2 separate regions of the Mus musculus genome follow, and region 1 is linked to region 2. The links are chromatin contacts, called in public Hi-C maps. All regions are on one chromosome and are shown on one strand. Each heading gives the region's core, a stretch centred on a gene start, on an enhancer-like site or on the middle of the called end of the contact. The rest is flanking DNA. Distances are from core to core; before and after follow the strand shown. Region 1 holds the start of Bsdc1 (BSD domain containing 1). Region 2 overlaps Azin2 (antizyme inhibitor 2).

Region 1 (3,843 bases), core at 891-3,390, 510 kb after region 2:
CCCCTTTCCCCTCGAGGTCGACTCCTCTACCCCTGCGTGGGATGAGTCGTCCCTAGAGCTCTGGCTTTCCCCAAATAAAGCCTCATGTGGTTTGCATCAAGCTTGGTCTCTCATGAGATCTTGGGGGTCCGCTATTATCCCGAGGCCTGAGCGAGGGGCTCCTCTTGGGGTCTTTCACCCCCACCTCCAAGTGCTGGTATTTATGGTGCACAAGCTGCAGTTCTCAATAGCATGGTCAGAGTGGGTAAGAAACTGAGGTCAGAGAACTGCAGGCAGAGAAGACATGTTCAAGGGCTCAGGGTCAGGAAAGCACCAGAAAGTTTCTGGGAAATCTAAGTAGCCTTTGTATGTGGGGCAGTGTGAGCAAGGAGGGTGGAGGTGCAAGGTCAGACCAACCAGGTAGGAACAGAAAGGAGAACCCTGGGAGGAGGCACGGCCATCTGACTGGCATGGTTTTATGTGTGCGATTATAAATTAACAGTTCAGGGCTTGGATGTAATTTACTGATAGCATGTTTGCCTAGCACCTGCAATATCTTGGATTAAATTGTCTAGTTAAAAAAAAAAAAATACATGCCGGGCAGTGGTGGCGCATGCCTTTAACCCCAGCACTTGGGAGGTAGAGGCAGGCAGTAGTTCCAAGTGACCTTTAATGTGGGGAATGAAATTGCAAAGGTAGATTCTGTTGGGGATTAAAGAACTCAACTTGTTTCTTAGCCCATCTTGTTCAGTAGCACAAATCATTTATCACAGCATTTTTTAGCTTTAAACCTTGTGCATTCGTTGCAGGCAAAGCATGGACCTTAGAAGGGAGAAAGACCACTGGAAATTACTCATTCCATTTTTTCTCCCTTAACAGCCTTATGGTGGTCTACTTTATTTTTTTATTTATTTATTTATTTATTTATTTATTTTTATTACATATTTTCCTCAATTACATTTCCAACGCTATCCCAAAAGTCCCCCATACCCTCCCCCCCACTTCCTTACCCACTCATTCCCATTTTTTTTTTGGCCCTGGCATTCCCCTGTACTGGGGCATATACAGTTTGCGTGTCCAATGGGCCTCTCTTTCCAGTGATGGCAGACTAGGCCATCTTTTGATACATATGCAGCTAGAGTCAAGAGCTCCGGGGTACTGGTTAGTTCATAATGTTGTTCCACCTATAGGGTTGCAGATCCCTTTAGCTCCTTGGGTACTTTCTCTAGCTCCTCCATTGGGAGCCCTGTGATCCATCCAATAGTTGTTAGTTTTTTAGACAGGAGAAATACCAGCAACAATCTTTTTGAAAGTTAGATGGGAGGCCTTGGGGAACACTGGGAGAATTAGTATATAGCTTGTTCCTCAGGCAGGTAAGAGGCTATGGGATCAGGTAGCAGTGATGACCTTGATTACAGTGTAGCCTTCGAGGAGGGGAGTCAACCTCCTGCTGGAGGTGAAGGAGGGGTTTGTGTAGATTGAGGAAGTAGTAGGTAGGGCCACAGGATCTATGTAAATCCCCCTTCCACCACACAATAGACCTCAATTCCCCCCTATCAGTGGGATTTTTCCAGAACACTTTCAGCTAGCGTTTTCTTAAATCGGGCTTAAGAAATAATGTGAATATGTATCTGCCTCTCCAAATGATCCTGGGTGTCATCCCGAGGAGAGCTCTGGATTCTCCCCATAGCCTTACTCTGGCTCTGAGGTCCGCAATCGGAGCTTGCTGAATTAGCCTGCAGCAGAACACCAAGGAGCTGCTACGCGGCTGGCTTCACAAAGGGGGGCGGAACTTAACTCCAGGTTCTAAGAACACAACGTCCCAACCCGGCCTCTCCTTTCCTCGCCTCGCCTTCTAATTGGCGGTCTAACGAGCCTGCCGAAATTGGCCCGGAGAGGCCACTGTAGTCAGGGACTACCGGGAAAGCTAGCGGCTGGTTGGTGGGACCCGAGGACAATCTTACACACCATTGGATCGAGAGTTCAGAGGCGGGACAAATCGCATTTGGGACATGGATTGGACAAAGGCCAGACACATTGATGTAGGGGGGCGGGGACTGGGCGGAGAGTTGTCCTTGTGTTAAGATTGGGGCACGCTCATGGGGGCGGAGCCTGAGGGGGCGGTGCCGTGTCGGAAGTCAAAGGTCGGTAAATAGTGGTGATGTCATGCTGGCAAGATGGCGGAAGGGTGAGCTTGGCGTTCCGCTTTCTGGCGTTGGGGGCTTGGGCTTTTCGAGGGATGGGGTACTGGGCCAGGGGTCCCTGTTGGGGACAGGCTGCCGGTGCGGGTGCGGACTGAGCTGGAAGGGCAGAGCGGAGGCGTGGTGCGAGGGCATGGGGAAGCGGCCGGAAAAGCCTCATCTCCGGCCGGAGGCTGGGCTGGAGTCGCCCGGCAGGGCCGTCAGATGTGTCTGTCTTCCACAGGGAGGACGTGGGGTGGTGGCGGAGCTGGCTGCAGCAGAGCTACCAGGCAGTCAAAGAGAAGGTAAGCCGGGCCAGCACCCTTCCCTCGGCAGGGCACCGCGGCCGTCTCCTTGCAACCAACCCCAGCTAGCCCCTGCTTGGGTTTTTTTGAGCTTCTGTGAGGCCATTTACGAGAAAAGGGTAGAACACCACCACTAACAACATCTTACTCTTAAACAGCAATATTTATTAGAATATGTGACAGTCACTACTCACAGACAGGTTGGGAGGATATAGACCTTAGCCAGACAGATAGTCTTGGGCCTCACAAAGCTCAGTCTGGTGTGGAGGCAGTCAAGCAAAATAGTTGCTTAGTTACTGTTGTGAATACCGGGAAAGGGCAGTCCCTAATTGTCCAGACTAGGGAGTCATGAGCATGCCAAGGAAGGTGTAGCCAAGAATCCGGGTAGAGATGAGGATTGCCATATGCGCTGGTACCTGATGGTGCCTATGTGACTGGTTTACAAAGGGATGAGGGGGGGCCAGAGAGTGGAGACCTGGGGAAGTGGCTGTGATTGTGACTAATGCTTGTCCTTGTCCTAGGCAATGCCAGTTGGTGTTCCTGTTTTATCCCACATTCCTTTATTTACAGGCAGCCCAACTAAGTCGTGGGGTAACTAATTACTGTTTACCTCAAGCAAGTGAAGGGAGTCGTGCTTCAGGGCAGACTCCGAGAGGCTTCTGATCTCAAGTCAGCCCAGTACTTTAGGAACGGTTTTTGTTTGTTTGGTTTTTGGTTTTTTGGTTTTTGTTTTTATTTTCTCCTTGCTCCGGGTTCTCCTGGGAAGCCTCCGCTCAAGCTACAGCTCAGCACATCTGAGAATTCCCTGTGCTGGAAGTTTTATTGATGATGGAGAGGCAGGACTTTACGCTAAGGATTAATATGAGACCTCAAGCATGCAAAGAAAGTGTGCTATCCGGCAGGTGTCCTGTCCTGTGAGGACTCCCCGTGTGTTTCGAGGCTTTCAGGAAGAGACTTAATCTCTCCCTTTAGTTCCTTACATTTCTGGGAACTTGGACAAGTTATTTTGTTGTTATTGGTGGTGGTCGTGGTTTGTTTTATTTTGAGACAGGGTCTCATGGTGTATGTCGCCCTTGGCTGCCCTGGGACCATTATGTAGACCAGGCTGGCCTCAGCCTCACAGAGATCCGCCTCCTTCTGCTTCCTGAGTGTTGAGATTAAAGGCGTGTAGCTTATGACTTGGGCAAGTTTGTTTATCTGGTTTCTTCTTCTTCTTCTTCTTCTTCTTCTTCTTACCTTCCTCACTGTGAAATGGCAGTACCTCTCTAATGCGATGTCACGAGGATCACATGATAATATGCAGAACACTCAGACAATATGTGGTCTCTCTGGGTGCTACATAGGCATTCGCTCTTTATTAAGTGACTCAGTAAAACTCA
Region 2 (3,941 bases), core at 761-3,260:
TGGATCCACTTCTGAGTTGGGAGGATTCCCTCGGGGCAGCTGAGTCAGGACACCATAATTCCCTGTTGCCTCAGAGTCCCCTCGAGGCCCTAGGAAAAGCAGGAAGGCAGCTCACCCAAACTCAGGTCACCAGGACATTAAGCCACTTTCTCAGAGGCATGTGACAGGGAGGAGGTGTGACAGAGTAGGAAACCAGGCAGGCTAGCCACACTAGGTAGGATAGCCCCAAGTCTCTAAGAGGTCAAGAGAATGTCTGAATGCACACATGCACATGCTGCCCAGAGCTCCACGCTGCCCGGAGCCCCCGCGCTGCCAACAAGCTCTATCTGAGGATGAGCACAGCACTGGGAGGCTTTCTCCGGTGTGAGGGGCCTGGAGCAGAGGGCAAGGCCCAAAATCAGATTCACTGACCCCGGCCACTCATGGGGCTCTGACATGGAAGGGCAAAGAAATCACTGATGCCCGTGGTGTGGGCACGTGAGTTCTGCATCACCTGATGCCAGTGGTGTGGGCACGTGAGCTCCGAGTCAGCCTGGGCTGAACTTGAACTTCAGCACTGTTCTATATCAGTCCTGTGCCCGGACCTGATGACTTAACCTGTCCCTGACTATGCGCTGTCCTGTGTCAACAAATCTGTCCTCATGAGGTTATGAGAAAGGATGAGCGGAGGCAGACATGGGGTCAGAGGGAAGCTCAGCTCTAGCCAACCATTAGCCTCTTCATTTACATTCTCTTTGATTCCATTTCTCACAGCCGTTCTCAACCTGTCACTCAAGACCCCCTTGGGGGATCAAATGACCTTTTCACAGGGGTCTCCTAAGACCATAGGAAATATCACATACTTACATTATGAGTTATAACAATAGGAAAATTACATCTGTGAAGTAGCAATGGAAATAATTTTATGGTTGGGGGTTACCACAACACGAGAAACTGTATTAAAGAGTCTCAGCATTAGGGAGGTTGAGAACCACTGGGATAACGAGATAAAATTGTCTTTGGGGTGAGGGGAACTGACTGCAACTTTCCCTAGAGAAAATACCCATTCTCCAGAAGGCCCCACCCCTGCTTAGCCGGCCACGCCCATCTGGCACCACACCCACCTTCCCTGCTGGCCTGGTCCAGAACCTCCCTCTTGGCGACGATGCTGACAGCCACAGTGAAGGCAGACGTCACGTAGTAGCGTCCCAGCTCAGCAAGGATGTCCACACCGCAGCCCTCAGGGAAGTACAGGTCCAAGGCTGAGTTAATTACTGAGGCCATCTGGAGAGAAGAGCAGCGTGCGGGACCATGAGATTTCGGGAAGAATTCGGCAGTGGAAAGGTCCCACCTGGTAGCTGGGTGACAGCTAGCCAGGAAGGGGGAGGCTGGGCTGGGGCGGAGCTGGAGTGAGGACGTCATATAGCTCATTCGTCCAGATAATCCCACATAGAATGGGGTATTCTTTCCCATAATGCTCGGTGCTCAGATTCCAGGTTCCTGGGCATAAACAACTCGCATGTTACACAGTAGGTCAGATTCCAAGGGGAAAAAAAAGGCAAGTGTGCAAAGCTAGATCTGCCATCAGGGTGGGTGAACCTGGTCGCTGACTTTCATTCTTATGCAAACACTACTTTTAATTATAAATACAATTGAGTTGTGTGGGCTTGGAGTTTTTTAGCGTTGTTTTGTTTTGTCTTATTAGGTTAGTTATTGTAGCCCAGGCTGGCCTTGAACTCCTGACCTCCTACATCCACCTCCCAGGTGCTGGGATTATAAACGTGTAATGCCACCCCCAGCACATGTGTATTTTTATAGCCTGGTGCACTCAATGGATTCTGAATGTCCTACCCACATGAATGTTCTCATCATACCCAGCCAGTCTGAGCCCTGGGAAGTCTACTAGACTTCTGCTATGTCTAGCAAGGCCACAATTGTCAACTTCGAGGCTAATTCCTGGGACATCTGGGGCCTTCTCCTGGCCACTTGGTACAGTCCAGACTCCATAAGTAATGCACTACGAGGGAGATGCGCCCCCTAGGGGTCAGAATGGGAATCACGACAACACATTTATGTTGGATACAAGGGGAGCAAAACAAAGGTTGGTTTTCCTCACGTGCCCTTCCCACCAGGTTTCTTACCAGCCCATTGGAGGGTAAATTAGACACACATATTCAGACCACTGTAGAGTTCATGGAAGGTAAATTACCTTGGCTGGGCCTCTAACTAGCTAGCTAAGTGCATGGGAGTCAAGCAGAGCTGGGGTACAGCCAGCTCAGCTGCGGGCTTGGGAAATGACACAGACCATGAGCCCAGCTGAGCCACAGCACAGGATTAATAAATATCAATAAAATCCACCAAGCCCAAGGTGTTGACAGTCGGGCCAAAGGTATGCACAGTGGGATTGTTATACCCTACCACAGAATAACCATCAGGCCACGCTTGACCACACATTACCTCTTCAAATCTCACTTTGGCTCCCTCTAAGCCAGGAAAGCCGCCGCCAAGGTCCAGGATGTTCATCGTGTGGCCCAGCTCCTCGCCCATCTGAAACACCAGCCTAGCATCCGCGATGGACTGGGCATAGGCCTGAGGGTCAGGACAGCCACTGCCAATGTGAAAACTGGGAAAGGAGGAAGAGCCTTGGCTTACATACAAGGTCCAGGTAGCCCCACGTTACAGATGCAACCACTGAGGCCTGGGACCATAGGCTACAGAGGGCCACGTGGGAAGCTAGGAACAGAAAGGTGGCACTTCTCCCATCTCTCCATGCCTCTCTGGAGAGAAACCTTTTGGGGATAAGGGCTGGAGTCCCAAGGTATCATGTGGCCAGGGCAAGTCACTAGGCTTGCTTTGTTTATGTCTTGCCATCTACAGGCTGGGGACAAAAGTCCTTACTGTTCAAGGCATCAGGCACTGGGCATTGAACCTGAAGTACAGAATAAAGGAAACTAGAGATGTGGCCCCATCTCTGCACGGACAGAGACATCTCCAGAGCATGGCTATGGTCTCCGGCTTATAGGCATGCAGAACTACCTCAAAGCCACGTCCGTGGGAAAAACCTCCTGAGATGAGACCTTCTGGGGACTATGGAGCTCTGGAAAGAAATGCCAATAAACCTTCCTTCTAAAGAAAGGACACTCTCTGGTGGCAAAACTGCAGGCCCAGCGGAAGGCCCAGGATGTCCACAAATAATTCCTGGGAGAAAGGGTAGTGAGTCTGGCCTGGGCAGGGTGCCTGGTTCCCATTGCACACCTCACACCCACCACCTCCACGTGGCTCTTCTTGGCGTTCTCGAGCAGATGTCTGCAGGATTTCAGCGACGCCCCAAACCTCAGGCTCAGGTGATTCAGAGAGTGGGAGTCCTGGGTAGCAATGCACAGAACCATCCTGTGGAGAACGGAGGCAATCCTGCTGAGTGAGCACCCTATCCCCCGCCCACTGCCACGCCCAGCTGCTCTTTCTTTGGACTCCGCCCGCTGCCACGCCCAGCTGCTCCTCTTTGGACTCCAGGAACCACCTTAGCTGAGAGGCCACTGAGCGCACAGCCTTTCTAGATCACCCTGCACTACCAATCGACTTCTGAGGCACTTGCTGGGTCCCAACCTCATCAACCCAGGCGGCTCAGGTCTTCTCATTCAACTCCATACCAGGCAGGTTTCCTAAGTCTTCAGATATCACACAAGAGGGAACCACATGTCCAAAAAAAAAAAAATTCCTAAGGGGAACCCTCAAACATGAGGGGTGCTATGCTTTGGATGAAGCAGAATGGCTCCTGGACGCCCTACTATTCCCTCAGACCCCTGAGGGCTAGTAACAGTCACAGCCAGAGCAAGACATCCATTCCCAGTCTACTTGCCCTGGGCTCCTCCCCTATGACCAACGTTAAAGCATCCTTCACCCACTGCACGCGGTGTTCCAGCAGCATGACGCTGGCACGCATCCCTTGGACAGCCCATGCT

What was found. Hi-C and Micro-C count contacts between places; a contact is called where the count stands out from the background.
Region 1: a Hi-C map of the N1E-115 cell line shows a contact between it and region 2, with 11 times the contacts expected there. The contact joins the promoter of Bsdc1 here to the enhancer-like site in region 2. A contact is called at or near these places in 19 of 39 promoter capture datasets (the 3T3-L1 cell line, 3T3-L1-derived adipocytes, the C10 cell line and 13 more), 2 of 15 datasets of contacts at CTCF or cohesin (embryonic stem cells and large pre-B cells), 13 of 484 Hi-C or Micro-C datasets (B cells, the Ba/F3 cell line, the G1E-ER4 cell line and 6 more), 2 of 115 datasets of contacts at active chromatin or transcription factors (bone marrow-derived macrophages and embryonic stem cells) and 2 of 9 other capture datasets (adipose tissue and embryonic stem cells).

The regions. Positions count from the first base shown.
Region 1 is chr4:129,459,539-129,463,381 of GRCm38.p6, forward strand. Bsdc1 (BSD domain containing 1) reads left to right here and starts at 2,141. Exons shown (of 11, transcript NM_133889.2): 1 at 2,141-2,167; 2 at 2,404-2,464. The coding sequence starts at 2,157.
Region 2 is chr4:128,946,356-128,950,296 of GRCm38.p6, forward strand. It overlaps Azin2 (antizyme inhibitor 2), which reads right to left. Exons shown (of 11, transcript NM_172875.4): 6 at 3,235-3,369; 7 at 2,437-2,602; 8 at 1,104-1,263. Among named protein-coding and RNA genes, the nearest start is that of Gm15904, 12 kb to the left of the region's middle. Within about 2 kb of position 2,011, at least 34 of the 459 cell types and tissues checked have an H3K27ac peak or open chromatin away from gene starts, as enhancers often do. A contact at or near this core is called in the N1E-115 cell line, embryonic stem cells and liver, where this site is marked.